Linked DNA regions of Gossypium arboreum: region 1 is linked to region 2. Evidence: chromatin contacts called from public Hi-C data. All regions are on one chromosome and are shown on one strand. Each heading gives the region's core, a stretch centred on a gene start, on an enhancer-like site or on the middle of the called end of the contact. The rest is flanking DNA. Distances are from core to core; before and after follow the strand shown. Region 1 has its middle 5.7 kb from the start of LOC108473206. Region 2 holds the start of LOC108486486 (ubiquitin carboxyl-terminal hydrolase 3).

The links. Hi-C and Micro-C count contacts between places; a contact is called where the count stands out from the background.
Region 1: a Hi-C map of leaf shows a contact between it and region 2, with 2.9 times the contacts expected there. The contact joins the enhancer-like site here to the promoter of LOC108486486 in region 2. A contact is called at or near these places in 2 of 5 Hi-C or Micro-C datasets (both in leaf).

Annotation. Positions count from the first base shown.
Region 1 is chr11:58,376,896-58,379,983 of ASM2569848v2, forward strand. No RefSeq gene overlaps it. Among protein-coding and RNA genes, the nearest start is that of LOC108473206, 5.7 kb to the right of the region's middle. Within about 2 kb of position 1,601, at least 2 of the 2 cell types and tissues checked have an H3K27ac peak or open chromatin away from gene starts, as enhancers often do. A contact at or near this core is called in leaf, where this site is marked.
Region 2 is chr11:58,120,147-58,123,246 of ASM2569848v2, forward strand. LOC108486486 (ubiquitin carboxyl-terminal hydrolase 3) reads left to right here and starts at 1,713. Exons shown (of 6, transcript XM_017790563.2): 1 at 1,713-2,150; 2 at 3,068-3,100. The coding sequence starts at 2,034.

The sequences.
Region 1 (3,088 bases), core at 351-2,850, 260 kb after region 2:
TCCGTCAGCCATGGTGGAGGATAAGGCTACTAGGAAGGTTCGTATAGATGTGACCAGTCTAGTATTGAGGAGGAGCAGGTAATGGTTATGGAGGATACGGAAACTCCCAAAGGACTTGAGGAAAAGCCTAATGAGAGACTGTTTTTCAAAGATATATTAGTTGGTTCTTTGAAATCATTGGGAAAGGTTGTGCAAGGAAGTGAGAAGAACCACTTGCAGTTACTGGAGAGTGATGTTTCCATTAGAACAGAAGATGGTTTACTTGTCGATAAGGTTCTCTGAGCGGGTTCACCAAGTTTTACACAAAAGTATGGCTAGAACTATTGTTGTCAAGTTATTGGGTCGGAAAATTGGAATTCAGACTCTGTCTAATAGAATTTATCGTCTCTAGAAACCCTCCACCCCCGTCAGTGTTATGGATTTAGAAAATGATTATTCTCTAGTGAAATTTCAATAGGAAGTAGATTATGTTAGGGCCCTTACGGAAGGACCATGGATGGTGTTTGGGCAATACCTAACGGTTTAACCATGGTCACAATATTTTTTTACTTCTTAGCCTTATCTGTCAAATGTGGTAGCTTGGATTCGTTTTCCGGTTATCCCGGGTTTCATGTACCGTAAGAGTATTTTAACAAAGATAGGTGAAATGGTAGGAAGTGTCATAAAACTGGATGATCAAATGGGTAGTGCACAAAGAAGCTGATTTATTAGGATGGCTGTCATCCTGGACATTAATAAACCTATTATCTCTAAAATAAAAGTGGATGTGGACGTATTCAACGGGTTGAGTATGAATCACTTCCAAATGTTTGTTTTTCATGTGGATGCTACGGGCATTTGAAAGATATGTGTAATGCTGGATTGGGACAGGAAGAACAGAATGGTGAAGGAATACAATCTTCTGTGGTTATTGGAGAATCATCTTCAACAAATAGGGATGTTGAAAGTGGAAATTTTGCACCTTGGATGTTAGTTGATCGCCGGAGTAAGAGGACTGACCAGAAGTAGAATGTTGATCGGGAAGCGGGCGGATTCTTCGGGATCTAAATTCAATCTATTACAAATTTTAAGGGAAAATAATGAGAGAAATAGGGAATCTAATCCCATTAATTTTGCTAGCTTACAAGGAAAATAAATTTCCATGTATAATAATCCTTTGGGAGAGGATCTCCCATGCACAAAGCTGTTTTGAATTTGGGAGTGAATTTCTCCAGTTCGGGCTTGGGGCCTGTTTTGATTAATGGGTCTGGACTGAGCGCCAAAAATGGTGAAGTTGGTGTCCAAGCCCAGAAGCAATCCAAGACAGTAGGCCCGAGTTTTTCTAGTCCTGTCTTGGTGGAGACAGGTTCTTTTGCTGGGTCCTTGAATGAAGTCAGCCCTTTTGATGGTCTCCTCAAGCAAAGATGCGGGGGCACTCGAGTGATATTCTGTCGCAAGCGGTGGTGGAAGGAAATTCTGGCGAGTCTTCTGTTTCTTTAAAGCATTGTGGACGTCCCGTTTTGGTAGAAAAAGTAGGTGTTACTACCCTAAACCCAAATGACCACACAGTGGTTAAGTTTATTGAGAATAAAATCCCAATTCTACTACAGTTTCAGATGAAATGGGTAACATTTTGAGGAAGTTGGAAAATCACCCTTCTGGGCGACACTCTTCGAAAATGGGTAAGAAGAAAAGTCTTAAAATTTCGACAAACCTGACGAAAGGAGAAGGGAGTAAATTTAAGTCTCGGGCACAGAATCGAATTCCTATAGCTAAAGCAGTGAATTTGGTGGTTAACAGACTTGATGATGGAGTTTCGAAAGAGGAATTAGGCAGCAAGAATGAGGATAATTTTACAGTTAAAAATGTGTCCAATTTGGATGTTTGAAAAGGGATGGGTTCTTCTTTTATTTTTATATATTATGATGCCGAATTTATTTGTTTGGAACTGTCAAGGTTGCGCGAACCCGAAATTTGTGAGCGTCGTAAAAGATTATTTTTCTAAGTTTAGAGTTGATGTTAGGGGTGAGCATTCGATCGAATCGAATCGAATCGAATAGAAAATTTTCGAGTTAATCGAGTTTTCGAATCTTATTTTATCATCCTAACTTTATTTGAAATTTTCTCGAATCGAGTCGAGTGAGATGTAATTCGAATCGAATCGAATCGAATATATTTGTTCGAGTTAAGTTTAAAAAAATGACTCTAGCATTATTTATTTTATGTAATTTTTCAAAAAATAATTTTCTTTAAAGTTTTAAACATGAACATACAACAAAAAATTAAAGTAAATAAGTAAATAAATACAAGCAACACAACATTAACCTAAATAAACAACATTAGTCCAAAAAACAACAAAAAAATACAACAAGATTATAATAAAAAACATAAGTAAAAGTCAAAGTAAACAACATAAGTTGAAGTAAACAACAACATTATAATAAAAAAAACATGAGCAAAAGTTTAAAATACAATAGAAACCTACACCACTCAAAAAAAAAAAAAGAATACAACAAAAGTTCAATTAACCAACAACAATAACAAACCAAACCAAACTAATAACAATAACACATCAGTTCAAAAACCATTATAGAATAGTTTAAGTTTCTTCATGAGTCCAAATAAAAAACAAAAACAATACAACAACATTGTAATAAAAAAACATAATTAAAAGTCTAAAATACAATAAAAACCTACACCAGTCCAAAAAAAAAGAACACAACAAAAGCTCAATTATCCAACAACAACAACAAACCAAACCAAACTAACATCAGTTCAAAAACCATTATAGAATGGTTTAACTTCTTTCTTGTGCTTCAATCATTGTTGATAATCTTGAAACATCTAGTAAAAGTATTGATTGAGTTAGTTAAATGATAAAAATGTTTGCAAAAATAATTAAATAAACACTTAACTTTATAAACTAATGTTAAGTGTATTACCTTCTTGATCTTGGTATTTTGAATAAATCTAGCAAATTTAAAAACAAAAGTGTTAGTTAAATTATGGGAATGCTTACTAATATAAATAATACAAAAGCTTATTTTATAAATTAAAATTTTTATATTACCGTCTTCCATGATTTGAAGTTCATCAACATAATCTTCAA
Region 2 (3,100 bases), core at 463-2,962:
GAATTCACTATAAATTAACCAAAGATAATTAGGAGTCATTCCATATATGTATAGATTCATCTTTGAGTCTAGTTTCTATAGAAACAAACGACATCAGTATTGAAGCCCTGTACAGGGAGATATCCAAGCCGTGATGCGCGAAGGTCAGTGTAGTCGATCCCTGTAACAGGGGAGACTTTAACTAATAAACCGTACTAATTGGCCCGACCAAAAATTCTAGAAACAAATATGTAGATGGACATATGAGTCTAGTTTCAGGGAAAAATTACGAAACTGATTTCCGAGCTTTGAAACTCAAGATATGATTTTTAAGGAAACAGTGACGCAGTAACTAGCTTGTCTGGAAATTTTTAAATGGACTTTGAAAATAATTAAGTTAAGTCTGTGTGCACCTTGTGTTCGACTCCGGTAACGGACTCGGGTACGGGGTGTTACAAGCATCCTGTATTAGTTGGCATTGGATTACAAGTATAAATGATTGTATGATGTTTGTTCAACCGTGGTTGCTTCGGCAACAACTGTAGCATCTTGTAGCTCAGATTCGGTGATCGGGTCGAGCGTGGAGTGTTACAATTAAGGTGATTATTTTTAGAGCTTGAAGGAGGGTAAGGAATGCAAAGAAGAAAAAGGGACTTGGATGTAAATATTGGGTTTTAATATGAGTTTTTTAATAGGGATTAACTTAAAAATTTTATAAATTTTAAAGGGACTAAAAGAATAATTTTTCTTTTTTCTTTTGCAGGTCTAGTCAACAATCCGTTAAGGGTTTAGAGCCTGAATGATCATTTTGGTCAAATTTTCTAGCAGTAGTGACTAAATTGACAAAAAAAAAGTTTAGAATGATCAAAATAGAAACAATGCTATTTTTGAGTGACCTCCTTTATATTTACGATTTTCCTTTTACTTTGAATATGGTCTCCCCCAAATTTGAAAATAGTTGAGGTTTAAGTTGAAATATAGTGAGATTTTGTGTGATTATTTTTAAATTAACAATTAAGGTTAAAATCAATAACTATGATTAAAAGAAAAAACTAAAAACATCATAAGTATTTTGTGTTGGTAACTTATAACTTGTTAAATTTGTTATCGAATTGTGAAAATAAAATTTTCTTCTTAGTGGTGAAATAGAATGAATTGGTTAAATGATAAAAGTTATGTTTGTTATTAGGGGTGAGCGTTCTGTGGAGTCAAATTAAGTGAAAAATTTTTGAGTTAATCAAATTCACGAGTCCTATTTTATCATATTAGCTCAATTTTAAATTTTTTTTCAAATCGAGTCAAGTAAAATAAAATTAGAGCCGAGTCGAATCGAAGCGAAATTGTTCAAGTTAAATTTTAAAAATTAAACTTAAAAATATTGTTATAATATAACTAGTTTCATGTTGGAGCACATAAATTTAAAATTATAAATATTTGAATTTTTTTAAAAAACTTGAATATGATAAATTTGAATCATTAATTAGATCGTAAATTTATTATTTTAGAAAAAAATTTAAAATTTCAACCTTTTAATATATTTTTAGAATTTTTTAAAATTTTAAAATTTTTATAATTTTTATTAAGTGAGATCAATTTACTTATTTTCAAAGTTTACTATGACTAAAAGATATTTATATTAATATATTATTAGAATTATGAAATTTAAGTTAATTCGAACTTGAAAGTGGAATTAAAGTTTTATTTACCTCTTAGTGAATATCCTTCTTATATGATTAAGGATAGAATAATAATTTTTATTATTATCTATTTTTACGTTAATTGATCTAAAAAGATGTTTTAAGTAGATGCTACCGAGAACAGAAACAAGAATCATTTTCTTTGGCTCCTTTTCACTGCTCTTAACGGAAATAGGGAAACGGTGGAAACCCTTTTTTTTTTTAATTGTCCTCCAAACAAACCCTAAGTCGGATTCGGATAAACCGAAGAGAGCAAGATAGAGCCAGTCGTTGATGGGGTATTGAATCGCTGAGTTGAACCGGTCGGAAGAAGATCCAAGTTAGAGTTGTAGACGAACTCAATTCTATATCTAATAGATGGGCGCGGCGGGTTCGAAGCTCGAGAAAGCTTTGGGTGACCAGTTCCCAGAAGGCGAACGATATTTTGGTCTCGAAAACTTTGGCAACACTTGCTATTGTAACAGCGTTTTGCAGGTTCTTTTTTTTCTTTTTTTTTTCCTCTTCCCCCCTTTTTTCCCTAAAAAATATGTTGAATTTGATAGTATATGTTATTTCCTATCTTTTGAATTTGATTGATTTTGACTTTAAGCTTTAAATTTCATTTATGCAAATTTCCCGTAGTATATGTTAATCCTGAAGCGAATTGGTTAGGTTCAGTTCTATCTTTTCATTTTTAGCTTCTTTTTTTCCCCTTCTGGTAATAGCTTGCTGCTTTGCTTTCAAGTGGTACGGTTGTCACGATTTAAATTGAAATTAAAATGTCTAGATTTTAGATATGCTTGCTGAGATGGTTTGGAGTCTAGAGTCTATACCAGGTAGATATTGACTGTGATAGATATCAACTAATGTTAGAAAGGGAAAGTATTACAGGAACTGGATGTTGTTGGTGATTAAAAAATGATTATAAGATTCATCGGTACTATCAAAATAATTTAGATTTCAATTTTCAAGCTTAATTTTAATATTTCTTTCATTCTCCTTTCATTTAAGTTGGGTGATTGTCGTAAAGTTATGTGAATTTGTAGATAATGCATGGTATGATACTACGGTAGCTATTGGATCTTGAAGTTTCAGATGTTGTAGATAGGTTGACCTAGATAATGCAAGATCTGAATTGTTTGAATAATCATTTCTGAATGATTGCGACTGTAGTGTTAAAGAGCTATGTTCATTGCCAGACTCTTTAGTTCCTATGTTTTTTTTTTTTTTTTTTTTTTAAGTTTATGCTATGAGACTCAGTTCTTTTCTGATATTTCTGTTTATTCCTTGCTTTCTAATCAAGATTTATGTTAATGCGTTCAATGTTGGATATTTTTATTTAAAATTGCTGGGTAACAAATGCCCTCTTGTCTGTGACCAACGTCTTATGTAATTTTCTGAAAAATTTTCAGGCACTTTATTTTTGTGTACCATTTCGCGAACAG